Linked DNA regions of Mus musculus: regions 2, 3, 4, 5 and 6 are each linked to region 1. A link is a contact called in public HiChIP or PLAC-seq and promoter capture Hi-C data. All regions are on one chromosome and are shown on one strand. Each heading gives the region's core, a stretch centred on a gene start, on an enhancer-like site or on the middle of the called end of the contact. The rest is flanking DNA. Distances are from core to core; before and after follow the strand shown. Region 1 holds the start of Rcc2 (regulator of chromosome condensation 2). Region 2 has its middle 34 kb from the start of Klhdc7a. Region 3 overlaps Igsf21 (immunoglobulin superfamily, member 21). Region 4 overlaps Igsf21 (immunoglobulin superfamily, member 21). Region 5 holds the start of Epha2 (Eph receptor A2). Region 6 overlaps Igsf21 (immunoglobulin superfamily, member 21).

Region 1 (4,194 bases), core at 961-3,460:
GAGCAGCAGAGGAGACTAACAGTAAGATGGCCCATATTTCCATGTACAAACGGAAGCCGGGCATTTGTGCTCAGATAGAATTTGCTCTCTCTTCTCTTCTTTCTTCTGTCCCGAGCAGACGCTCAATTAAAATGAAGTAAAAAGCCCAAGCACAAGTGTATGTTGGAGGGAGCACTCCCTGCATGGCCCGTAGGTGCACCTCACTCTGTCACATTGGTTACATAAGGTGAACAGCAGCCTACATGTTCGCCTTTTCGTGTGTGCGCCCGCACCCCCATCTCAACCAGGGGCATCACTCGGGCTTTCCCTGGGTCTGAAATAGTGAGGCATGGAGTGGCAGAGAACACTTTTCCCATCCGACGAGGAGGGCTGGTTAGTGGGTGTTATCCTCTGAGTGCTCTTCTTCCTTAGCACAGCCTCAGGAAAAACCAGTTTTGGAAGCACCACACCTTGGGTCAGATGATGCAACGTGATATTAGCGTCGGGTTGCATCAGCGGTTCTGACGCATGTGCCTTTTACGCCGGCAGAAAGCCGTATAATGGGGCAGGAGAAAGAGAGAGAGACTCGCTGCCTAAAAACCTTTTAAAGGCACCCTCAGCGTTTCTAATTGGCCACACAGGGTGTTGTCGGGAGGATAACCGCCCAACCAGCCACCACCCCCGGACAAGCTCCGGCGTGCCATTTCCTGAAACCCGGACCTGACGGCACACTTAGGCAGAATTCTTTTCTAGTTGGTTCTAATGTTTTATATCAAAGCATCACGGCTTAATCTCTTCAATCTTTTCGAATGCCAGGTCTATTAAGAGGCTTTCAGACGGTGCTTCTAATATCCCTGAAACGCACCAGTTGGTGCTCATTTTCTGAGTTGTTTTACATAAGTGCTTCCACCCAGGCTGGTGACTTTGATCAAATAACTTAGATTTGGTTCTCCAGGATTCTCCGCCTGCCTTCAAACGTTTGGTCCTGTGCACCCTCCCCCCGCCCCCATCCCGCTTCTTGATGTAATTAAGAACGAACTGCAAAGACCCTAGAAACTCTCTCTAGTCAACCAAGGAAGTTGCCAAAAAAGAAACTTTCAGTGTTAACTCGGGCGCTCGAGAGAGAGAGAGAGAAGTAGGAGGATCAGGTTCAATGTCAGCCTGGGCTACACGGTCAGTTTCAGGCCAGCCTGGGCTACATGAGACGGAAACAAAACCCCAAAGAAAAACATTTGTCAGAAGAGAAAGTGACACTGAGATGCAAACCTTCCCCTAGTTCCAACCAAGCCGATCGTGCACGTGGCTTGTCGGGTCCTGTGAGGGGGGCCCTGTCGACTCCTCAGCCTTGACCCCAGCACCTCTGGCCACTTCTCTTCCCGGATTCCTAGACCCTGCACTGTCCCACGGGGTAGGGGAAAGGTTTCCTCTCCCACTTCTGCCAGGTCAGATTCTTTACAATTTTAAAACTCAGCTCTCCCAGGGAACGCCTTCCTTGATCCTGGAACCCGGTAAGTACCATGCTTTCAGTAATTTCTTAATCTTTCCTCTTACTTCGCCTTCCAACTGGGCAGAGATCTTGTTCTCCAGGTCTGTATTCTAAGCTTCTAGCACCTTTGCATCTAGTCTTGCTTGTACTGAGGCGCGGTAAATACGTTTTTAAAATGAAGAAAATTCCCATCACAAGTACTTTCAAGTCCACCTATGCTAATTACTAATTTCATAGTACGTCCCCCAGCTAATTACTAATTTCATACTACACCAAACCTTTATGTAACTTGATCATTCTAACAGCACCCGGCTGCACACTCTGGACGCATCCACGACGTATCAAATCTACCCTGAGTCTGCACAGGAGAAAGTTACTCAAATTGTGTTCATTTTTCATTCCCATCACTCAATTAGGGCACGTCCCTCGCTGGCTGCTGCGTGAGCAAAGCAACTATTTTCCAGCGAGTGTCCTCAGGTGACCTGTCTAGACGCTCAGGGGGAAAAAACAAGAGAATCTGACACTCTCCCGAGCCCCGAAGACGCCTTGTGACGCGCAGGCCGCGCTGCGTGCAAGGGCGTGCGGAGCGCGCAAGCGGCGGGGCCCAGCGGGGCCTGCGGCGTGGCGCCGGGCGTCCGGGACGCAGGCTCGGGTGGGCGGCCCGGCTGGGCGGTGGGGTCCTCCGGCCGGTAGGGGGCGCGCGCACCCGGGGCCCCTCGCCGCCCGCCGCGCGCGCGCTCGCTTGCCGCCCGGCCGCACATGTGTTTCTGTTTTGTGTTGTAGCATTTGTTCTGGAAGCTCGTATTTACATTTTAAGTGTATCTGGTGAGTGGGCTGGAGCCCTCGTCCCGGCCGGGGAGAGAAGAAGCCTTCGACCCCGTCTTTCAGTCGCTTCCCTCCTCGTTTCTCATCACTCCAACCAGGTAGGGGCTGGAAACCGTCTGGGACCAGTTTGCAGGGTCTGGGAAAGTTTTTTTTTTTTCCTCTTTTTTTTTCTCCTCTCCCTCCCCCTTCCCCCCCGAGAAAGGTTAAAAAAAAAAAAAAAGACGCTGGGGAAGGGGGGGTTGGGGGACGGAATGAATAAGAAGGGGAAGGAAGGCGGATCCACGTGGTTTAATCGGAGACAGACAGAGATCCCATTGTTCAAAATCAATAAAAAAAAAAAAAAAAAAAAAAAGCAGACGGGGCGAGCGCCGGGCCGCGGGGGCCGGGCTGGGGCCCCACGAAAGTTCCTCTTTTCGCGCGTGCTCGCAGGTGCTTGGGGCCCGGCCGGGGTACAGGGGGGGGTCCCCGCGTGGCGCGCGGCGTGGGGAGGGGCGAGGGAGCAGCAGGTGGGGCGGCCCACGCCGCGCCGCGCGTCCCCTCCCCCGCCCCGCAGCCCGCCCCGTGTGCATTGTGCGCCCCGTGTGTCTCCCGCAGCCCGGCGACCATGCCCAGGAAGAAGGGGGCGGCCTGGGAGGAGCCGAGTTCGGGCAACGGCACGGCGCGCGCGGGGCCCCGGCGACGCGGCGGCCCCGCGGGCAGGAAGCGCGAGCGGCCCGAGCGCTGCAGCAGCAGCAGCGGCGGCGGCAGCAGCGGCGACGAGGACGGCCCGGAGCTGGACGGGGCCCCCGGCGGCGGCAAGCGCACAGCCAGGCCGGCGACGGCGGGCAAGGCGGCCGGCGCGGCCGCGATCATCACGGAGCCCGAGCACACGAAGGAGCGCGTCGTGAGTGGGGCGGGGGCGGTTGGCGGTTTTGGGGGGGAGGGGCGCCGTGGGGTCACGCCCCGCCCCTCCCCCACGCCGCGCGGGGGAACTCCGGGGAGCCAGTCCCGGGCCGGGGGAGGGGGGGGACCGGGTGTGCGCGGCCACGCGGGGGCTGTCAGTCCCTCCTTCCCCCCCGTGCGTCCACCCCCCTCCTCCCCCCCACCCCCGCGTCTCTTCCTCCCCCCGAGGGGGGAGGGCAGTCCGCGGGGAGCAGCCGGCTCGCGCCGGGGCTTTGAGGTTCCCGCCGCTGCGGCTCGGGCGCCCCGGGGGGGCGGGGCCTGGCGCGCGGCGCGCATGCTCCGTGTTAGCCCGGCGCGGTCGGCCCGGCCGGTGCGCGCGGGGCATGGTGGGGGCCCGCGCGGCGCGGCCGTGAGCGCGCATGCTCCTCGGAGGCCCTCCCCACCCCGGGGCTCCCCTCCCACCCGCGACCCCCCGCGGAGCGGCGCTGGGCTTTGTCTGCCTCGGGTCCTCGCGGCGTGGGGGCCAGTGGGGTCGGTGCTCCCCTGAGGCTCCGGTCTGGGCCGTGGAACTTGAGCTTTCGCGGGGGCGGGGGTGGTGGTGGAGAGGAAGCCCCGCAGAGCCGGGCCCAGGGTCCGCTTGAGTCTCCGCCAGAACTTTGTAAAAGCAAGTTTTCGGTGATACACCCCTCTACCCCCTCCGCCTCTGTGTCCCGGAGATCACGTTCTCTGTTAACTCTAAGAAAGAGATGGAGCTTGACCCTCGGGAGAGTGTTGCCCATGTTCCCAAGGGTGTTCTGCAAAAGGTGGCAAGGGCACACTAAGAGGGGTAGAAGAGTCCTAACCATCTTGCAGTAGAAGAAAGGTTCCCGCTAGGCATGCAGAGGGGCCCTGCATGAGGTAGGCTCGCCAGGTAGACCGGTCTTAGCCAGAGTATTGGAAGGGTAACTCACAAGCTGCTCTATTTATTGCCTAGTGGGTTTGGACAAGGCTAAGAAGTTGGGCATGATAGGGTCTTTTCTCTG
Region 2 (4,194 bases), core at 724-3,223, 700 kb before region 1:
TGGGAGCCAGCTGGAGTCCAGGCTCACTGGAGCCGTCTCAGCCTGTGGAAGAAAAGCTTCTTCTCAGTAGATCCCACTCGTGGCTCCCTGGGTCTCTATGGTTGGCTCCAAATTTGGTTGACTGTCCTGATTCTGTGCCTGAACGACAGTACAGCCCGCTCCCTGGGACTTCATCTCAGCTTGCCAAAAAAACCCAAAAAACAAAAAGCCTGCTACCTCCCCTTTTAGGTCAGCTAGAAGGAAGGACAGACAGGAGATGGAAAGACTGACAGCCATTCAGAGGAAAGACTGCCCTGGGGACGGGTCTCTTCGATGAGCACCAGAACCCACTTCTGTTCGCATGCTGGGGTACTTATAGGCAGAAGCAGGTGGATTGGACAGAAATAGACAAGTTTTCTTTCTGGCCTGCAGTTGGATGCTGCTGCCAGGGGCAACCAATGTCTGGGGGTGAATAAGTAAGTATCCCTCTTCCCTGGCCATTGCTGGGGGTCTGATAGGGTAGGGTAGGGGAACAGCAACCTAGAGAAGTTACATCAGTTGTAAAACCAAAGAATTGTCACCGTCCAGCTGAAATGGAGGTGTTGTACAGAAGGGCATAGCCTTGGCTAACACTGTCCTACCTCTGTCTAATGCCTGGGCCAGCCTTGGGCACATGGGAAATGCTCTGAGAACCCCAAGTCATGGTTCATCTGGTCACCCAGATGGAAAGGTCAGGGTCAGAGAAAGCAACAGGCTGGGGACTGGGGTGTGAGGAGCCTGGCCACAGTCTGCATGCAGCCTTGGGTATGCTTCCTCAGGGACAGCGGTGGCCATATGTGACCTTTGGCCTGACTCGCTCCTCCTTCGTGATTGCCTCATGGAACACATGTAGTAATTCTAAAAGCCAACTTGGCAAGGATGCCCAGAGGAGGAACTGAGAGTATGTGGAGTGACTAAGCACAGCACCCAGGTACTCGGGTGCAGGTACTTAGTCACAGTCACTCTCCTGGTCATGGTCGGTGGTACCCCCTGCTGCCTCCCTTACCTCACACAGCCAGTACACAGCCATAAACAGTCTCCACTTGCAGGCTCGGCTATGAAGGACTTTGTAGTGTGGTGTCCCCTCCTCAGGCTGTCCTACCTACTTCCTGGAACCTGTTCTGTTTGCTTTTTCTATTTTCTCCATTTTTAGATCCGACAGCAGAGGCCCAGAGAGGGCAAGTTGTTCACAAAGGCCACACAGGAGCCTAGGAGTAGAGCCCAGAAAGGGAACTGAGTGGTTTGGGTAACCAGGCAGACTTGGGTTCAAGTCCTGACCCAGGCTTTGATCCGCCTGAGTGGATTCTGATGGTTCTTCACCTTCCTGTTCTCACATTCTCTTTCAAAGGTGGGCATGCAGCTCAGTGGTGGGGCGCCCACCCACTGAGTGTGGGTCCACAGAGCTCAGTGGTGGGGCATCGCCTAGTGAGTGTGGGGCCCCGGAGCTCAGTGGTGGGGCGCCCACCTAGTGAGTGTGGAGCCTCGGCTTTCCTCTGGAGTCCTAGCACTGAATTAAAAAAAAATTGAATGTGTGGGATGACTCCAAATTCTGTCTTGTAAAGTCTAGGAAGGAGGAGAGCATTCTTCGTGTGGTCAACAAGGCCACTGTGTTCTTTGCCCGCCTTTGGTAGGGGTTCTCTGCTTTGATTAGTGACTATTTTCTGGGCGACAACTCATGGAAGTCCCTTGAGGGACCTGCTGCTATGTGCCAGAGGGTAACCCCTGCCCGGGGAGCCAGTCAGGCAGGGCGTGAATGGACAAGGAGAGACAGAGCCTCCATTTGAGGTCCTGACCCTGCCTGTACCTGGCTCTGGTGGAGGACGGGATGGGTGGTGGGGTCCTGGTCTTCTGGGATTCATTCGGGCTCAAGGTGATTGAGCCTCTCAGAAGCAATACAGGGGCAAAGGAAGGTGACGCCTTTAATGCAGAGAGAAGCATCGAGTTCCAGCCAACCAGCGACATTTGCATTTAAATGGAGGTCTGCAAGTCTGTAAATCTGCATTTCCCAACCGCAGAGCCCTAATGGTTGTTTAATCACGTTTAGATGAACCCCCTGGAGCACTGGGGGTAGGCGCAGCACCGTCTTAGCTCTGTTACAGAGGCTGAGATCAGGCACTCCTTCCTCCTATCTCCTGTCCCGGACAGGCTGCTCACTCTAGAGAAGCGACCGGCCCCTGTCCATGCCAGGATTAACTCAGAACTGGCAGAAGTAGGATTGGCCCCAAAGTCCCCGCAGCCTCCACAGTAATGAGGATGGTGACAAGATTTGAAGAAATGGGCAGCCGGAGCTCTGAGCAGGGCCTGCACGTGCTCCGAGCTTGATGGTTTCTCGTTCTACCTCGGACTGTAGTGCCCACTGAGGCTGAGCAAGCCGGTGGCGTGGACACCGTCCAGGCTTTAGGGTGGCATGTGGGGGTGGCGGCTGATGAACGGGTTCCTCACCGGAGTCACCTATCCTGTGAGACAGACCTCTGAACCCCTGTTCCTCAGGACGTTGGCTTCTGCGAGGTGTTCGCTCTCCCTCAGCTTCCTCATCCACGAAAGGTTCCTGTCCCCTTGTCTTAGATGCTGGCCTTCTAAAGAGCACCAGCTCTGTCTTATCCCTCGCCTGGGGCCTGGCAGGTAATAAGTGCTTAATGAGCACTTGGATCTGTTGTTACTTAGACACGTGCAATAGTACCAGGGACCCTGTAGCTTATCGGTGTTCTTTAGCTCAAAGGCACAGTCACTGGCATCAGGCAGGCCTGGGTCTTAATCTCAGCCTTACCGAGGAACTCATACCAAGTTAGATCCTCACACATGAGGGCTTGTTGAGTCTGGGCCCACAGGATCTGGGCAGACAATTACTCTTGTCTCTGCCTTCAGCACTTTCAATCAGGACAGGGTAGATGGGGGGGGGGGTATTGCCATTGCCGATGTAGCCCAGGATGTGTAAATGATCTTGAACCCCTGATCCCCTTGCCTCCACCTCCCTAGAGCTAGACTGACAGGCCTGTACCCCATCCCTGGTTTATGCTGTGTCAGGGATTGAACCCAGGACTTTGTGCATGTTAGGTGGGCACTCTACCAACTGAGCCACAGCCCGGTGCAATGCTGGTTCAAGTAAAAATGCACGAGAGAACTGGTCAACCAGCTCTCAGCACCACCTTGTGCCTTTGGTCCAAATGACAGGGACTGTCACCAGGGTCACCCCTCATGTCCCATGACCCCTTCCCCAGATCGTGGTCCAGCCCTACCCTCCTCCTTGGCCTGACACAGCTGACTGGTAATGTGTTCTTTCTGAGCCGGGCCCCCACCACTTTCCCCATTGGAAAAAGCAATTAGATCGTGTTTACCAGAGTACGCGGCTGCAATCTGCCGTGCTGTCCTATCCTGTGCGCTGGCCCACTTCCTCCATGCTTTGCTTAGGTCTGATGGGAGATTTGCATACGAAGTAAAAATAGAAAAGCAAAGGGGGAAAGCAAGGGAGGGATCAGCGTGGGGCCAGAGAGCTCTGAGTACACCTGCATCAGTCTGGGGAAACTGAGGGTGGGTGCAGGCTCGTCCCAAACTCGGAGGCGTTCTTGTGTGATTTGATCTGTTGGGTGGGCAGTCAGGTCCCTACGAGAAGCCTGGCTAGCCTCTGCCCCGTAGGCTCAGGGTAGCTGGAGTTCTCCCCAGCGCCTTGCTCACTCTTCCCTGGCTCTTCCAGGGAACGACAGGGCAGAATCCAGTCCCTGCTCCGGATTCCCACTTAGGGCTCTGTTCCTGCCTCCCAGTTTCTCAGGATGGATCCGAGAAGCTCCAGGGAGCAAGGACGTGTTTCTGGATGTGCGCTGAGATAGTGTGGAGAGAGCCAGGGAAGAGAGAGAAGTCCTGGGCAGATGGGCACCTGGTCAGTGACTCTCCGCTGCCTTGTGGAAAGTGGGTCACCAATCCTCTCAGGACTCTGAGAGGGACTGCGTGGGAAAACACTTGGAGTTGTTAGCAGCACTCCCCCATTGGTCTAGCCAAGGCTATGCTATGAGGCAGTTTTGACCAATGAGACACCCGCTTCCCCATTGGCTCCTCCCACGGAGAGTGGGCAAGGCGATGAGACTTGATTAAGCCAATGAACATCAGCCCTCTGTGGCTCCTCCAATAGGCCCTCTGGGTGGGGCCCTGAAACTCGCTTAGGCCTATGGGACACCGGGCATA
Region 3 (4,194 bases), core at 918-3,417, 660 kb before region 1:
ACTGGCTACTCCTCCAGAGGGTTTGGGTTCAATTTCCATCCCCTACATGGTGACTCACAAACATCTTAAATCCAGTCCCAGGGAATATGATGCCCCTATGTGGTCTCCAAAGACACCAGGCACAAACATTGTACTAAGACATGGATGTAGGCAAAACACTTATACACATAAAGTAAAAATTTAAATAAAAGATGGTTAGATATTACTGCTGATAATTTTATATTGATTTTGTGTTTACGCTATAACACTTTAGATATATTAAGTATAAATATGTAGTTAAATTCAGTTTGCTTTTTTATCATTTATTTTACCTTTTTCATGTGCTCACTGGAAGACTTATGGACTAATAGACTCCACAGTGTGTCTGTTTGGTAGCTCTGGGCTAGGCTTCCTATTTTACAGATGAACACATTGAGGTCAGAGATGAAGAGATCTGCTTACAGCAAGTCATTAGTAGAGCCTCAGCAGGTACCCGGCGCTATAGATCCTGGAAAGTCTTTCAGACAGCAGAGTGCCCTTTCCTCCCTCCCCCAGCCACCCATCACACGTGCACATGCATACACATATACCTGTGCATGCACAAACACTCATATACACACAGAGATAAACACACTCATGAACACACAGAGAGACCCACATATTCATTCACACACCCACACATAAATGCACACAGAAAGGCAAATACACAGAAAGACATGAAAGACAGACAGACACACACACACACACACACACACACGTAGAAAGATGCACACACAGACACAACCTGTTCTAGAGCCCTGTACCCAACCATGCAGAGCCGTGGCGGGAAGCCGCGCTTCTCCCACTCCCTCATTTCTGAGCAGGAGTGACCAGATAACTCAAGTTTGTAAGACCGCAACGGTTGTGCGGACAATGAAAAATGGGACCTGCCAGCATCCGCGTGGCCAGCCAGTGCTTCACACACTCTGCCCGCCAGCAGCTCCCGGGCACCGTGTCCTGGGAGAATGGCACTCTACATTGGCACTCTACATTACACCCTCCGTCACCCCTTGGAAGGCTGAATGCAAACAACAGTCAGAAAGCTGTTTTTACCTGGGAACGCTGGCTGCTTACTGCTGGGTCCCAATGCGCATGCATCCATCACCATGTCCACCCGGCCCTCAGTCCTAGACAGGCCTCTGCTTCCTAGGCTCATCTCCTGTGTCCTTCCGCCCTTGGTCTCAGTGTATCTCCCTCCTAACTCCCCTCTGCCCTTCCACCACCCATCTCTGTCCTTATCCTCGCCTCTATCATGCTCAGCCTCTTCCCTGCCTCCATCTGAATTTCCATCCACCTCCAGGCCCCGCCCCATCTACATCCTTCTTCCATCTCCGTGTTTGCCCCCCTTCCTTCCTCTATCTCCCCCCACACACCCATCCCATCTCTTTTATGAGACAGTCTCATGAAGCCGAGGCGGTCCTTGGACATGGTATGTAATGACCTTGAACTTCTCATCCCATGCCGCTACCTCTCTAGGGCTGGCATTACAAGTGAGACAGTGCTAGATTTATAGGATGCTGGGGATCAAACTCAGGACTCGAGACATGCTAGGCAAGCACTCTACCAACTATGCTACATTCTTAAGTCCCCATCTTTCCCACCTTTATTTATTTATTTGTTTGTTTGTTTGTTTATTCTTGAGACAAGGCCTCACTATGTAGCTCGGGCTGGCCTGGAATTAACTATGTAGACAAGGCTGACCTTGAACTCACAGAAATCCCCCTGCTCCCTTACCGCCTCTCTCCAGCCCCGCCCCCGCCTACTAAATTCTAATATTAAAGGTGTGTGTGGCCATGCTCAATTCCCATCTACAGCCTTAGCTCAGTCTCCACCTTGACCACTATCCCCATCTCCGTCTTTCTCCCAACTCCGGCCTTATTTCTACCCCACCCCCACCCCCACTTGGATTTCCTTCCCGATAAGTCTCCATCAGGGTCAAAACCGAGCAGCCTTTTATGTGTCCTTGGCCTGAGAGCCGGTCTCTGTTTATCCAAAGACAGCCAGCTCAGGGCACAGGCCTTGGGACATCCTTGATAAGAAAATCCCAGTTCAATGGCAGGCTCCGGAGTGAGCAGCGTGGGGCCACCTGGCTGTGTTCAGCCGCATCCGGGCCATGGCTTGTCTGACCCAGTTTCTTCCCACTCCTCTGCTATCTCCACTGGAGAGCGGTGCCCAGAGCTCCCAGCAGCCCTTGCGGGCGTCCTTCAGACCAACCCCTTTGCACCTAGGGACATTGCTCTGAAACTCCCCATCCCCACCCACAACCGCCCAGCCTGCAGGCTCTCCTCCAGCTTATTTCTCTCGCTTTGTCTTAAGAGGAGGGATCTGCTTCAGGACGTTTCTTTGGCTAATTCTGTGTGCAGCTGTCAAGCACGGCACAGCAGCTGCTAAACAGACACCACCCTCGGCCTAGCTAGCCTGTCACCCCGTCCCACAGCCATCGAGAGAGTTAAGAGGTGACGTTATTTTCAGCTCCGCAATTCATATTGATGGAGTATGGTGATGGTCGGTGATCCGTTTTATGAAATTAATCCTGAAATATGGCCCGTCTGTATCATGCAAGCAGAAGTTTGTCTCGGGCTCTGTAACTCACTTCTGAGAGAGCGCAACGGTCCTCACAGCTCTGTCAGTGATCTAGCTGTCTTTGCAATTTGGGGTCACAGTAAAGAGATGTCCCTAAGTCTGTCCAGCTGTGCTCCCACCCCACCAGGGTTTAATCCTCCCCACGAGCTCATCCCCTTATCCTGGTGCGCACTTTAACAAAGGCAGAGCAGAGCTTCATACTTAGACCAAGTGTCAATATCCTTGCCTTGGCGCTTTGGGTCAATCAGCTGCCATCCCTCCGTCCTCGGTCTTTCGGTCTGAGAAATGGGTTGAATCTGACACATTTGCCAACGTTCCGGCTCCCAGGTGTTTTGGGAGAAGCAGAAGAGAAATGGAGCAGAAACCTCTTAGGAGAATTTGAAATGCTGACCAAACAGAAGGATTGTTTAACTCTCTTCTCCCGTAGCCCTTTCTCTGTGCCTGTGAAGACAGGAACACCATTGTCTTGTGGGGGGGACGGGACCCTAAGGCCTGCCCTGCAGCTGCCTCTCTGTGAAGGTGCTGAGCCTGCTCCAGCCCTGAGGGTCATTTATCATGGGAAGAGCATCAATTAGATTTGGGGGAGGGGTGGAAAGAAGGAATGGACAAGTTCAAAATTATATTATTTGCAAAAAATCTATTCTTCCTCCCAGCATGCCCGCTCTATCGACTGCCTCTCTCTTTTCAATCAGCCCCTAGCCATTATGCTGTATTTCAGCACCGGAAAAGTAGCCTCTAAAATAAGTGTCCATGAATATAAATGTCCCGAGGAGTGCACCTTCATTTCTTGATTTGATTTCTTGATCTTGTGTCTCTCTGTTCCTTTCCCATCCTCTCCAGAGTCTCTCTTTTGCTTCACAATGTCACTCAACACAGCGCCTCTTCCAGGAAGTCCTCTCAGCTTACAGCAGCTGGAGCAGCCCAGCTCAGCCTCCCCGCCTTACTCTCCCTGGGCGTGGCTACCTTCCCCACCTGACTCAGTTTCCTCTCTCAAGGCTGGCCTCCCGTGTGGTCTCCCAGATATTCTTCCAAACCTGGCAAGGCCTTTTCTCTGGGTGCCTGGAGCTGGTCCCCTCAGGCAGCTTGTCACTCAGACCCAGTGTGCCTCGGCTTCTCCTCACCAGGCTGCGCTTGCTGGAGGCTGGGACTCTGCCCTCTTCATCCTGGCTTCAGACCTCAGGCGGTCTCCCACACAGGAGCTAAAGTCCCATTCCTGTTTGTGTCCCTTACAGGACACCAGACAGGCTGTGACAGGGATCCCAGGAGGCCCTGTGAGTGCCCTGGGCTGGCCTGTCTTCATCTCTAGCCTTCTCCATTAGGTCCTTACCATGCTCTACACACACAAAGCTTCCTCTGTCCCTTCCCTCCCTCTGTCCCTCAGTCCATCGCCTCCCTCCCTCCCTTCTTCCCTTCCTTCCTTCCTTTCTAACTTCCTTTCTTCCTAGCTTCCTTCCTAACTTACTTCCATTCTAGCTTCCTTCCTTCCCCCTCCCTCACTCTCTAGCTCCTTCTCTCCCTCCCTTCTGTCCCTTCTTCCCTCCTGTGGTGGTTTGTCTTTGCTTGGCCCAGGGAGTGGCACTATTTGGAGGTGTG
Region 4 (4,194 bases), core at 541-3,040, 600 kb before region 1:
AGCAGTTCCCATTACATATATTTTGGAGAAACTGGATGCATGACTTACAATAGAAACCAGAGGACTAAGGGATCAAGAATTGAGGCTTCCAAATTATCAAGGCTGGGATGGCATTTTTTTTGTACTCACAGCAAGACAAGCATCTGAGCTGCTCAGTAACGCATGCCATCAGGTAAAGACATGCAAACTCTCAAAGGACCACGGATGCTCGGCTCTTTGGACTGAACCAGTAATAACTGTGTCTATTTAAAACCCAGAAGTGTGTTTTCATTAGAGATGATTTCAAAGGACTTCTGTAAGGACCATTGTCTGCCTACTCGGAGTGGCCTTGTCCCTTTCTGGGCACCTTCCCACCTCCACTGAACATACCGTGTCTCCACTCAGAGCTCCAGTCCCCCCTCCCACCAGCCATATCCACTTTGCCTCAAAGCCACTTTTGACTTCAGATCCACTTTCAATGCCACTGTGGCCACCATCTCCTCAGCCCTGCCAGCTGAGTCACCTCGGCGTGTGTCTGAGCAAGTCCTCAGACAGCTCCGGCTTCACTGTTGCAATGGTTAGCTATATATCTGTTTGGACTCCACTTCCCCTCTTTCTAGACTCCACCATATACTGTCTCTCTCTAAATGTCAAACAGACTCTGGGGTGCTGAGGAGGGGAGGAGGGACTGACCCTCGGGGAAACCTAGCTGTCTGGTGAAAGCATGGGGAAGGACAGACAGGTTTTAATGCCTGATGGGGACTCCATGGTATCCAATTTCTAGTGTACACGTCAGAGCCACTGGGGACAATCACTTCCTTCAGTGTCTACCTGCCAATGCCCCACCCCCACCCCACTTTCTGCTATCATATATCATAGCAGTATGCTCAGCTCATGCTGTGCTCAAACAGCCAGTCGGTCTCCGTGGGTGAGAGAACACGTGCTACCAAGTGTTTGTGGGACTCTGGTACCAGGCCCCAGCGTCCTCCGGGGATCACTTAGCTTTCTTGTCTCAGTAACCAGGGTGAACTTTCAAATGCAGGTCATGGTGGGCCAGCTGCTCTCCGTGGCTCCCCGTGGCTCCCGGGGTGCTGAGGGTAAATTGCTACTTTGTTATTTCCTCTGCCCTGGCCATGCTCCGCCCCAGGCAGCCCTTCTCACCCCAGGGCCTTTGTGCTTGCTCTGCCTGCTTTTTGGAGTGACCCCTGCTTTCCTGCCCCACCCTCTGTGCATGACTGTTTGCACTCTAGTTCTCAGCTTGGATGTCTTCTGTGACACACGGGCCCTATTCCCTGCGACCCACCCTTGATCAGGAGTGCCCTGATTTGCATGGCCTCTATTTGCATGGTCCCTATTTGCATGACCCTTATTTACATGGCTGTGATTTGCAAGGTAGAGATTGCACCCTGGAAGTTGCTTGGATAAAGGCTCAAACTAAGCCTGGCCAAACCCATGCAGGGGACAGCACAACTACTGCCTAAGTGTGAAGACTAGAGTCTATCCTCACAGTCAAGTTATTGGCTGGACTAGTGAAGTGGCTAGGCTCTCAGGTAGGAGAGCACGTTTCAGTGTACGACATAGAGAGAGAGATCGAGGAAGCATCATTCTGCATACCCGTGTGTCCCCACACAAGTCACACACACACACACACACACACACACACACACACACACACACACACACGGACACGGACACGGACACGGACACGGACACGGACACTTTACAGCTCCTTGCTTTACCCTGTTCTCTAGTTAAGGCCCCGCCCATTCCCTACTCCTGTTAAGGCCCCGCCCACCCCCTACTCCTGTCTAAGGAGCGAATCCTCCACTCCCAGCCAGTCCCTTCCCCACTACCCCGAATCCCTCACACACTGAATGGACGAACCCTCGAGCCCAAGGTAGCATCACAAGGACTCACACCTGCGTCCGCAGGAGGCAGGCACCCTGTCGTCGACCAGCTTCTGCCGATCGCGTCCCACCAGCTGGGGACAAACACGGGGAGTCCCTGGGGCTCCTTGAGGCTCCCCAGGAAATTGTTCTCTGCCGGTTTCTGGTAATATTCCCAGCCTCATTCTCACCCCGCTTTCCCAGCTGAAGAGGAAGCAGCTGAACAGCTGTGGAGCTGGGACTCTGGGCTGAGATGCATTAATTTGTAAATATCTTCATTTATATGTAAATGCGGAGCCCGGAGCCCCGCCGCTGGCCCTAATGGGGCCTTGCAGCCTGGTACTGCGGCTCTTCCTTCACTGGCTGGCCACGGGAAGATGTTCCCAACACTGCTTGATTTCATTAAGTCTCTTCTTTCACTGGCCCCTGTGTCCCCTACATATGGTGGCTCTGCTCCCCGGAGTGCCCTCTGCTCAGGATACCCAGGTGTCTCAGAGTGCAGAAACTCAGCATGAACATGGAGGACTAAAGGAGCCCGGCACATAAATCCTAGGACTGAACTTAAGTCCATGCTGCTGTGTGACTTTGGAAAAGTCCTATACCCTCTCTGGGCCTTATTTTCATTAACTGTAAAACAAAGACGGCACCATGGTATAGGTGTAGGAAGAGGTGGTTTGGGGTTTGATCAAGTTCATGTCATTCCAATGGGAGACCCTTAGCTGGGTCATCCCTTGGCCTTACTGAACTGTGACCCCTTCTGTAAAATAAAATGCAGAAAAGGGGGAGTTAAAAATGTTACTTTTCCAAGTTCAAGGGGTTAGCTGAAGATAGAGAGCAGCAGAAGAGATAGAAGTGTGTACATAGGGGCTTTCAGGATGGGGGATCCCGTGCAAAATTGGCTTTGCCTTGCGGTGGGGAGAGAGGGTTGCTTGAAGCTTAGGGGTGAACACCTTCAGCTCAGAGTTATGTTTGGGGACCAGGAAACTCTGACCCCAGGTCACCTGTCCACCGAATGGGTCAGCCAGCATTTGACTTGGAGAAAATGGGCACCAATGTCTAACACATTCCATTCTAGGATTACAGGAAGATAGTCTAGTCAGCCTGCTTTCGGGGGGCGGGGGAGGGGCGGGGGGCTGGGAGGCTGGGGGGGGGAACTGGCTCAAGATCACTGGGTAGGAAGTGGCTGTGCCAGGATTTGAAGCCTTCAGGCACCTGCTGGCTTTCTCAAAGCTGGTGAGCACGGCTGGAAGCAGGTGTGTGGGGCGTGGGGGTGGGCATGGGGGAGGCCTGGGGTTTCCTTGTGGTCTGAGGAATCAAAGCTAGGCAGGCCTCTGGAGGGCACACCTATAGGCAGAAGCAGACTGCAAAGGAGGGATTTGTTGCTGCCGGGCGGGCGCTGGGTTTCAGGAAACCTGGCTCCAAGCCAGGAAGTCCCCTGCCTGAGGACTCTCTGGGGCTCCCAGGGCATTGCTTATTTTCCTCTCCAAAATGCTTTTTATCTCTGCTCTCATCTTGATGGCAACTGATTTCTCCTTGGCACTCGTTTCTTTTCAGAAAAGGGGGGAGGGGTACAGAGAGGCATCTGCCTGCCTCCTGTGAGCCCTGGGTACACTCTGTCTCAGGTGCTCAGAGAAAAATGGCTGGGAGGAGGAGCCTGGAGAGGCCATCAGGGATCATGGCCACCTTCTGGTCCTCACTCTGGTCCCAGCCAGATCTCACTGCAGAGCTAGAGACACGCTTTGAAAACCAAAAATTCTTCTGTCCCATTCTGAGATTGTATTCTCTTGCAAACCAACACCCCCAACCACAGGGGAGTACCTCCAGGACTTTGGTGTATTCTCTTTGCAAATTCGGTCATGCACTGACTTGTGACCAGGCCTTGGCGGACAATGGGAGCTAAGCACAGAGGTGGGGGTAGGTGAAAGTCCCAGTTAGGGGGTGGAGGTTTGTCCACCCCAGGACTCAGTGTCTAAAGACCACATGACATCAGACACTCACTGGAATGTCCCAGTTGTGCCACCAACCAAGTGGAGCTATGCAAGGTGTCACACAGGCTGTTGTTCCCAGTACAGGTTCTATTGTAGCACTGCCCTCTGAGAGCATCAGCCAAAGCATCTACCACACAGTATGAAAGATCACTCTGTGTGTGTGTGTGTGTGTGTGTGTGTGTGTGTGTGTGTGTGTGTGTGATGTGTGCATATGTGTGTGGTGTATGTATATATGTGTGTATATGTGTATGGTATGTGTATATATGTGTATATGTGAGTATGTGTATATATAGGTGTAGAGTATGTGTATATGTGTGTATATGTATATGTGTTATGTGTGT
Region 5 (4,194 bases), core at 470-2,969, 600 kb after region 1:
CCGCAGGACCTTGCTTGGCACACCACAGTCCCTGCCTCCCCAGATGTGATTTCCTCTTGTTGAACCGCATGTAACCGTAATAACAGCTGAGATTTGACTCGAGGGTCTGAGTCCCAGTCTGTGCGGTTTCCATGCGCGACCTTATTTGATCTTCACAGCGGGCTTTTTCCAAGTAGGTCCCTAGTGTCCCCAGGGAGCACGGGGAGGCTCAGAGGAGCAGACTGATTTGTCCAGACTTTGACTGCTGCCCCCTCCTCTGTGCTCCCCGCTGCTGAGAGGCCTGTGGCACACTCAGGTACACACAGGTCCTCTCACACTGGAGCACACACTTGCATACACATCAACACGTCCACGCTCGATATAACACACAAGTCGCTCACGGATTCCCATACACTAACCCTTATGACCCAGCTCAGATGCTCCGGTACTTCATCCAAACATGCTCACACATACATGTCCAGCCACTCTCCTTCTCAGAAGACATAGCCTTCTCTCCCATCATCCATCCCTGATCAAAGGCTTTAATTAACCCCAACACCTATAATTAACCCTTTCTCTCCCCCTCCAGGGGAAATGTCTGAACCCGTTTCTCAGAAACAGGCGCCAAGGCCAAGCTGGTGGGTAGGACCCCAGGAGGAGCACCTGGTACCAGAGTTGTATAATATGGGCCAGGATGACCAGGGACTGGGGAGTCACAGAGAGGAAGGCCAGGGACTAGGAGGTGGGCAGAAAGGTCCACGGAGAACCAAGCCTGCTACAGCTGTTCCCTTTCCACTGGCCAAATGGTAACAGAGCAACAGGCAGTTGTGGGTGACTGGACTGGCTGCCTGGTTCACTTCACATCCGTTTGTTTCACTGACTCTAGACGCCAAGAGAAGAGATGAACTCAGATTTGAGGAACCTTGGCAGAGGAAGGGTGGGTAGGAGGCAGACATCCCCAAGGTATCAAAACGTAATCTCATTCTGTCACCCAGGGATCAGGGGACAAGGGTGTTCTGTTGGAGTTCAGAGGCAGAGGTCAAGAGTTACCCATGAGGGTGTGTGCTGGGTCCCCAAATGGAAGTGGTTAAAGCAGGTCAGGGCCCAGCTTCAAGTCCTGTGACTTGTCTGTGACTGTTGAGTTGTGCAGCCTTTGGGTATCCTAGGGTACCTTGGAACCTTATCTTAAGCCCTCCACTCTAAAGTGAAGACACCTGCATGTCTGACATGTTCCCAGAGGCACTACTCTTGGTACACAGCTTAGAGGACCTTCCTGGGTGTGGCATATCTTCTGGGGGACTCAGGAGCAAGTGTGTATGTGTGTTTGTGTGTGTGTGTGTGTGTGTGTGTGTGTGTTATCAGGAGTTCTTGTTCTTGTTCTTTTTCTTTTTCTATTTTTTGGTTTTTTGAGGCCCTTTGCTACGGAAGCTTCTACTTCTCAGATTTACAATTCACATCTTGAAGCCCAAGGGCAAAAGGGGAGAGTAGGCACAAATTCATTCCACATATTTGGACACTAACCCTGGTGGCGCTTTGAAATGAGAAATCTCCTCAAGGTTTGCACACGAAGGCCCACGCACTGGCCCCCTCAATCCTCCCCAAATTCCTGACCTCCCCCCCAACCCCAACTTCCCTCTGGCTTCCCCGCCCTCTAGTCAGGGTGTCAGTCCGGCCCCTTTAAAGACATTCCTGAGGGCGTGGTTTCGGTGACGTCAGCGCAGGGCATGAATGAACAGGAGCGGGTTCTCACCCAACTTCCATTAAGGACTTGGAGCAGGAGGGTAGAAGTTGTCTCTGTCGGCGGGCGGGCAGGATTGGGGCACCGAGACCGGCGTGCGGACAGCAGGGATCGCGGGGAGCGAGGGGTGCGGCATGGAGCTCCGGGCAGTCGGTTTCTGCCTGGCGCTGCTGTGGGGTTGCGCGCTGGCGGCCGCGGCGGCACAGGGAAAGGAAGGTGAGTGTCTACGCGGTCGGTGGCCGCAGCCTAGCAGGGACTCCGGGACATGGGACCCCGGGCGCCCCAGCCTCCTCTCTGGGACGCACCTTTGGAAACTGACTTATGGCTGCTGGGTCTCAGTGCGCAAGGTTAGGCAGAGCGCGCGGGCTGCGGTCCGGAACGATCTTGGGGATCCATACCCTGAGATCCTAGGTTCTCTGGAACTAAGGGATCTCGGCTGGGGCGCGCAGGGCTCGGAGGCCGCGGGAAGGGGGACGCGGCGCCCGCCACGCGGTTTCAGCCCTGTGGCGGCTTCTGGAGCGGGACCCCCGCAGGGCGCTCTCGGTCCCTCAGAGGAAAGGACGCTCAGTAGGGTTTTCCCGGCGATCAGCCTCTTAGTAACCCGAGTTCACTTAACTCATCATCTGCCCCGATTTCTCGCGGAAGGCATTTGGATGCAGGCCCTGCTTTTTGGGGAGGGGTCCTCTCGGTGCCCTGCACCAAGCAAAAGAGTCTCTCTACGCCCCATCCGATTTTTCACTGGGGTCCTTTGGGCCAGCATTGGGAGCGCCTGGGGTCAGCCCCGGCCACTCACACCTTCCCTCCTTCCCAAGCTGCCCTCCCAGGTTCGGGAGACAGGTTAAGGGCTGGGAGCGAGTACAGGAAGTCCCAAAGTCAAGTGTTCTGAGCAAGGGGTGACTCAGAAGGAGGAAATGCGGCAGGTGGGGTTGCGGCTTCCCGCGGTGTGGAGCCGTCATCTCGGGGCCACGGGGAGCCCAGGCACCTGGAGGTGGGGGAGTGAATCACCTGCCCCCGCCCCAGCGTCTTGGAGCCACGCAAGGTGAGGGGGCCCGCACAGGTTGCCTTTGCTCAAGGCCGCAGCCGGGGGTGTGCTTGGGGGCGTTGTCCCTCAGCTAGGGTCTCCGAGAGGGTGGGAATTCCTGCCCTGCCCTTGGCCGAGGATCTTCCTGTCTACCCAGCCGGAGCTAGCTGGCTTCCGTTTCCCACAGCAAAAACTTTTCTCTGCTTTTGGGCATAGCAAGTCTTCTGCCGACTCCAGCTAGGGGTCGGGGGGTGAAGCGCAGAGGAACCCTTTGGGGTGAGAAGTTTCCTTATTCTTTTCGCCTTCCACGTTGGGAGGGTAAAAGGCCAGACTGGAGCTCTTGAAGGGTGGAGAGTTAGGGGTAAACGGGGTGTTAGATCCTGGCCCTGTCTCGAGGAAGGGCCAAAGTTGCTTTTGCCAAGGTGTGAACAGGGCAGGGATTCTGAGATCCTAACTCCCCTCCCTGATCCAGCTTGTGGCTCCCTCTTCCTGGGTACTGTGGTTGGGGAGCAGGGAAAGACAGCTGGGACTGCTAGAGGCCTTCCTGGGCTGCCACGGAGTTGAGGATTAGACGTCTGCTTGCTTTGCTGTGCGGGCTCCTGACCCCCGCCCCGGGGCTCCTGACCACCGCCCCGAGCCCCCACCAGGGAAGCCTCAAACAATCTTGTACTTGTGCCTCTGGGTGCATCTGTCAGCCTCGCCCCAGCCTTTGCGATTAATCCCGTTCTGCATGGGATCGAGGAGAAAAAAGGGTGCATATCGCTCGTGGTTGTGGAAAATTCTTGTCTAAGCTCCGCACTCCTCAGGAACACTGTGTCTGTGTGAGGGGTTGGGATGTGTGTGTTGGGAGTGGGGTCGTGACCTAGTTGGTTGCACTTCCCTAGGGGGAGTTGAGGACAGATATGATCCGTGTCCTCTCCAGCCTTGACACAGCTGTGCAGCCTCCTCTTCTGTTTTCTGCTGGGTTCCGAAAACCAGGGGAATCGGTTAGGTCCTCGACAGCTGCTGAACTTACCTCCTGCAGTGCCCTTGACTTTTTTCTTGTGTGTGTGTGTGTGTGTGTGTGTGTGTGTGTGTGTGTGTGTGTGTGTGTGTGTGTGTGTGAAAGCCAATGCACAAGTGTGGAGCTCAAACTTGCGGGAGGACTTGGTTCTCTCTCCTTCTACCATGTGAGTTCTGGGATGGAACTCACAAGTGACAGCAGACAAAGCGCCTTTACCTGCTGGCCCACCTCACTGCCCTGTCCTTCCTTACAGAGAGGGTGAGAGAGGCCCAATATTGGTCAGCCAGGGCCCTCTGCACAGAGGGTCTGCCCACACATCTAGCTGTTTCATCCAGCCAGAACTGCTTGTCACTGACTCTAGAGTCACTGGGATGGGTGGGAGTTAGAGTGGCAGGAGAAGGCTGGGTTTCTCAGTTCAGCAAGGGCCTTGTCCTCCTCCCTGTCCCTTGCTCG
Region 6 (4,194 bases), core at 872-3,371, 550 kb before region 1:
GTGCCTCTGCAGACAGGTGGCTCTAGCCAGGCGCTGATGACAGCATCCTGAAGCCTCTGGCCCAGTCTATTCCTCTGCCAGCATCCTCCTCCTGTCTTTAGAGTGGAAGTGGATGGCCCAGAAACCTTGGAGACCTGCATCAAGATGACCAGACTGGCTAGTGTTTAGATCTACCTGGACCTTGCTGGACGGGAGACCAGGGGCCAGCTAGTGTACTTCTCTGAGCCTCATTGTCCCCAGCTGTTGAGTATTCAGAGGTGGCTGGTCAAACACCCAGCATTGCAGCTGACCAACACTGTGGATAGCCTTCATGCTCACTATGGGGGAGTCAGGGTTTGAGCCCTGTCTTGTCAACCTGCAGGCTCTTACTTCAGAGGGCTCAGCCCTTCCTAGGGATCTAACCACTCAGGAGTTCTCACCTCCCCTTGCAGTGGACCTGGTCTCCCGGGGCTCTCAGCAGAGAGGACTCAGTCTTAGAGTCTAACTCCAGCCTCACGGCCTGGGCAGGGTCTTCACCCTTCCTGATGTAAGTTTTCTAAGCTGTTGTTCTTGCTCCTTCTCTGGGAGCTCCTGGATGCCTCTGAATTCCCCGCCCCCGGCTTCCGTATTCATGGAAGAAAGAGCTCATGGGGAGGAAAATGGGAGTGCAGGCTGGGGTTGGGTACTATGGGGCTCTAGAGGATGACAGGAAATGAATGACCCTTGTCCTCAGACCTGTGGATAGCACTAGCTATGCTTGGAGTGAGTATCACAGACAGAGATAAGCTTTATTAGGGCCACAGGGCACAAGCCCTCTTCAGTTAAAATTCCTTCCTGTGTCCTCTCCTCTCAGCTCGCAGGCATGGCTGACCTCGCCCATGGATGTCCACTCAGAGGTCACTTCTAGGTGATTCTGGTTCCCAGAGCACACGGAAGTCATCCAAACACCAGCTTTCTGCAGAACGCTACCCAGGCACCATCAGCGAGGCCGCCATCAGATCTTCCATCCCTTCTACCATGACACTGCAGGGTCATGCAGCCTGGGACAGTCCAGAGCCCCAGATCAGAACCACAAAGAGTCACTCAGCTGGCTGTGAGCCTTCCTTACTGCCGTGCTGGTGGGTAGCCACTCTGACAGATGCTTAGACACCTTCAAGCGGGGAAGCCACCTATCCCAAGATACTCTATCTGTGGTTGGAAAGCTCACACTGTAATAAAAATCTTTGCTCGATCAACTTTTACATTTCCCCAGAAATCTCCTCTCTCTCTCTCTCTCTCCCTCTCTCTCTCTCCCTCTCTCCCTCTCCCTCTCTCTCTCCCTCCCTCCCTCTCTCCCTCTCTCTCTCTCTCCCTCTCTCCCTCTCTCCCTCCCTCCCTCTCTCCCTCTCTCTCTCCCTCCCTCCCTCTCTCCCTCCCTCCCTCCCTCCCTCCCTCCCTCCCTCCCTCCCTCCCTCCTTCCTTCCTTTCTTATTCTTCTCAGCTCTGGAGAGGTAAAGACAGGATCCTTGGAGCTCGGTGGCAGCCACTATAGCTGCACCACTGACCTCAAGACTCTGAGAGACCCTGCCTCAAAACAAAGGCAGAGAAGGATTGAAAAAGTTATCTGATGTCGTTTCTTCCCTCCCACCCCAAGCCACATGCTCAGGACTGCTCTAGGCCTCAGGTGAGAAGGTGCAGGGTACAGCCCCAACCAATCAGAAGGCTGTGTTTTGAATGAGTCATTTCACCAATCTAGTTCATCCTCTGAGTCCAAGCCCTGCCCCCCAAAGGTGGTGGAAAGGCGAAGACTGGCACGTCCTAAGCACAGGTGACAACTCAGCCCATCGTTCCCCAGGCGTGCAAGAGAAAAGAGCCAGGATCCTGGGCTGAACACCCTGCTATGTGGCCTCGGGCCAACCACCTCCCTGCTCTGAGTTTTTAGTCAGAGGACACTTGTCCTCTTAGGGACAGTGAGGAAGGTCTGATACCTGTGTCAAGTTGTGCATGAGGGCTCTGCACATGAGGGTCTAACTCCAACAAGGTCAAAGTGTTAGGATGAAGAAGAGGATGGAAGGAAGAGTGACAGGCATTGGTCCCTGGAGGTGACCCTGAAGCTGAGCCCTGAGGGAACGTCTACGATTGGCAGACGGAGGGTGGGAAGGGAAGGGCACTTGTGGTAGCAGATGCAGCGAGGGGAGGGGGTGAGGAGTGTTGGCACAGCTGAGGATGAACCATACGATGGATCGGGTGGCGTGCCCACTGGGGGCCTCGAAAGCAGCGAGGCTGGAGCCAGAAAGGTCTGGCAGTTGGGTTAGGTGACCTTGAACTTGACCCTGCAAGTGATGGAGAGCTTTGGTGTGAAGGGTGGGGCAGAGAGGGTCGCAGTGGTTGGTCAGATATGTGTTCTAGAAAAGCCCATGGCTACGGCTGTCTGCAAGGAGAGACGCTGCCAGTGAGGCTTAGCACCCAAGGAGAAAAGGCAGGGCTAGGAGGAGCAGAGACTGAGGCGAGATGAAGCTGGATGCCTCTGGATGGAGCTGGATGCAGCCGCTTTCTGAAACACCTCATTTCTGCTGTGGTGTTTTATTTCTCTGGTGTGCTGGAGTGGAAGTTTGCCTTTAATCCTTCTCTGACAAGTTAAGTCAGCCCCTTGTCATTTAAACCCAGCAGGGCGTGAGTCAGGCAGAGACATTGAAAATCACACTTCAGGCTTAATATAGCTCCGTACTCCACCAGCTCGGAGGCCCTTGCAGCAGCTCGGGCAGGGACTCCCACCTCAGCTTGAGGGAGCGCCCTGGCCTGCAGCAGCCTCTGAGTCTAGGATCCTCTGGGATCAGAGAGAAAGCCAAGGCCGGCTGGAAGGTGGGAAGGTAGCAACATTGTTTCTACCCTCTGCCTGGGATTAACCTTCCCTTTTACAGGAAGATCCCGAAGCTCAGAGAGGGGAAGTGGTTGGCCCAAGGCCACACAGCAGGGCGCTCTGTGCCAGGTTCTGGCTCTTTTCTCTTGGATGCTTTGGGTAAATGAAGACAAATACTAGACATGCTCAGCCATCACCCCGTTGGCCCTGGATCCACCAAGTTGACCGCTTCTGTCGGTATCCAATAAGAAAGCCCGTTGTTCGTGGAGTCCACGTGCAGGCCAATAGAACATCCTGATATTCGTGAGTCCGTGCCAGCTGTTGGCTCTCCCTCCTGACAGCTTGGGAGCCAAGAACTCTTATCAGGCCTGTATGGGGCAGGGAGAGATCTCATTGCCAATATCGGGAACTTGATCTTAATCCCCAAGAGCAGGATTTTTTTTTTTCTGGTCAAAAATTTCTCTCCTGGTGCCAGAAAGGGCAGTGATGAACTAGCCACATCAAGCTGTCCTTTCTTTCCTTCTTATCTCCCTCCCCCGGGCCAGGAGCAGCCGTGTGCAAACCCAGTCTGATGGAGCTGGGGGTCTGGTTTGATCCCAGCCTCTGGCAGTGACTCTCCCCCCACCCCCCATGTTGATTATGACTCTCATCCCTCCCCACCTTGGTCCCTGGAAGCTCACGAGGGTCTCTCACAGCCTGACAGGTCACATAGATATCCCGAGTTTGGACTTCTGTGACCCACACTACACATTTCATGTCTAAAAACGACCCACCTACTCAGACGTGTGAGCTTTGTAAAGGGTAATAAGGAGATTTTGGAGGACTGCATTCTTTTAACTCCTCCCAAATTGTACAACACAGTCTATGGAGATAACTTAGTCAGTAGCATGCTTACACACACACACACACGCACGCACGCACGCACGCACGCGCACACACACACGTATGCACACATGCACACACCCCTCCCCCAAGGTGGGTCATAAGAGCTCTGCTGGCACACACTAACGGACGCCATTGCTGTGAGGAAGTTTCCAATGGAAGTGTGTATCCTGCCACTTCCCCTCGTGGACATAGACACGGTCTTCCTCCTGCTGTTCTGTGAAGCAGTAGGAAGGACCTCAGCCTCATACCTTGGGCTTCTTAGCCCACACAAACCATAAGCCAACACAAACCACTGCATATCAGAGGCCCAGGGCTTGGTTTCCTAGTGACCGGGGTTCCTCAGAACATGGTTCTGAAGCCATAAGCGCGGCAAGGATAGGCAGAGTGACAAGAAAGACAAGGGACATGAATCATCACTCAGTACTGCTATGTTAGAGGGTAGGTGTCAGATACGTGAACCTTGGGGACCTCCATTATCACCCCTGGGCTTG

The links. Promoter capture Hi-C pulls out the DNA fragments that hold promoters and counts their contacts. HiChIP or PLAC-seq counts read pairs in DNA pulled down with a chosen protein or histone mark.
Region 2: an H3K27ac HiChIP or PLAC-seq map of embryonic stem cells shows a contact between it and region 1, with 2.2 times the contacts expected there. The contact joins the enhancer-like site here to the promoter of Rcc2 in region 1. A contact is called at or near these places in 1 of 39 promoter capture datasets (hippocampal neurons) and 5 of 115 datasets of contacts at active chromatin or transcription factors (SST interneurons, embryonic forebrain, embryonic hindbrain and 2 more).
Region 3: an H3K27ac HiChIP or PLAC-seq map of embryonic stem cells shows a contact between it and region 1, with 2.4 times the contacts expected there. The contact joins the enhancer-like site here to the promoter of Rcc2 in region 1. A contact is called at or near these places in 1 of 39 promoter capture datasets (liver), 1 of 484 Hi-C or Micro-C datasets (cortical neurons), 8 of 115 datasets of contacts at active chromatin or transcription factors (astrocytes, embryonic forebrain, embryonic stem cells and 1 more) and 1 of 9 other capture datasets (embryonic stem cells).
Region 4: an H3K4me3 HiChIP or PLAC-seq map of embryonic stem cells shows a contact between it and region 1, with 4 times the contacts expected there. The contact joins the enhancer-like site here to the promoter of Rcc2 in region 1. A contact is called at or near these places in 3 of 39 promoter capture datasets (embryonic stem cells, hippocampal neurons and liver), 9 of 115 datasets of contacts at active chromatin or transcription factors (embryonic forebrain and embryonic stem cells) and 1 of 9 other capture datasets (embryonic stem cells).
Region 5: a contact with region 1 is called in a promoter capture Hi-C map of pre-B cells. The contact joins the promoter of Epha2 here to the promoter of Rcc2 in region 1. A contact is called at or near these places in 3 of 39 promoter capture datasets (embryonic stem cells, liver and pre-B cells) and 1 of 115 datasets of contacts at active chromatin or transcription factors (embryonic stem cells).
Region 6: an H3K4me3 HiChIP or PLAC-seq map of embryonic stem cells shows a contact between it and region 1, with 6 times the contacts expected there. The contact joins the enhancer-like site here to the promoter of Rcc2 in region 1. A contact is called at or near these places in 1 of 39 promoter capture datasets (hippocampal neurons), 1 of 484 Hi-C or Micro-C datasets (cortical neurons) and 8 of 115 datasets of contacts at active chromatin or transcription factors (embryonic stem cells, forebrain and stem cell-derived neural progenitor cells).

Annotation. Positions count from the first base shown.
Region 1 is chr4:140,699,263-140,703,456 of GRCm38.p6, forward strand. Rcc2 (regulator of chromosome condensation 2) reads left to right here and starts at 2,211. Exons shown (of 13, transcript NM_173867.5): 1 at 2,211-2,388; 2 at 2,885-3,173. The coding sequence starts at 2,895.
Region 2 is chr4:140,000,273-140,004,466 of GRCm38.p6, forward strand. No RefSeq gene overlaps it. Among named protein-coding and RNA genes, the nearest start is that of Klhdc7a, 34 kb to the left of the region's middle. Within about 2 kb of position 1,974, at least 15 of the 459 cell types and tissues checked have an H3K27ac peak or open chromatin away from gene starts, as enhancers often do. A contact at or near this core is called in embryonic stem cells, where this site is marked.
Region 3 is chr4:140,041,919-140,046,112 of GRCm38.p6, forward strand. The region is part of intron 4 of Igsf21 (immunoglobulin superfamily, member 21); the gene reads right to left. Among named protein-coding and RNA genes, the nearest start is that of Gm52685, 26 kb to the right of the region's middle. Within about 2 kb of position 2,168, at least 17 of the 459 cell types and tissues checked have an H3K27ac peak or open chromatin away from gene starts, as enhancers often do. A contact at or near this core is called in embryonic stem cells, where this site is marked.
Region 4 is chr4:140,101,716-140,105,909 of GRCm38.p6, forward strand. The region is part of intron 3 of Igsf21 (immunoglobulin superfamily, member 21); the gene reads right to left. Among named protein-coding and RNA genes, the nearest start is that of Gm52685, 34 kb to the left of the region's middle. RefSeq lists an enhancer at 1,155-3,979. Within about 2 kb of position 1,791, at least 46 of the 459 cell types and tissues checked have an H3K27ac peak or open chromatin away from gene starts, as enhancers often do. A contact at or near this core is called in embryonic forebrain and embryonic stem cells, where this site is marked.
Region 5 is chr4:141,299,502-141,303,695 of GRCm38.p6, forward strand. Epha2 (Eph receptor A2) reads left to right here and starts at 1,720. Exons shown (of 17, transcript NM_010139.3): 1 at 1,720-1,933. The coding sequence starts at 1,852.
Region 6 is chr4:140,145,465-140,149,658 of GRCm38.p6, forward strand. The region is part of intron 2 of Igsf21 (immunoglobulin superfamily, member 21); the gene reads right to left. Among named protein-coding and RNA genes, the nearest start is that of Gm13029, 4.7 kb to the left of the region's middle. Within about 2 kb of position 2,122, at least 29 of the 459 cell types and tissues checked have an H3K27ac peak or open chromatin away from gene starts, as enhancers often do. A contact at or near this core is called in cortical neurons, embryonic stem cells and forebrain, where this site is marked.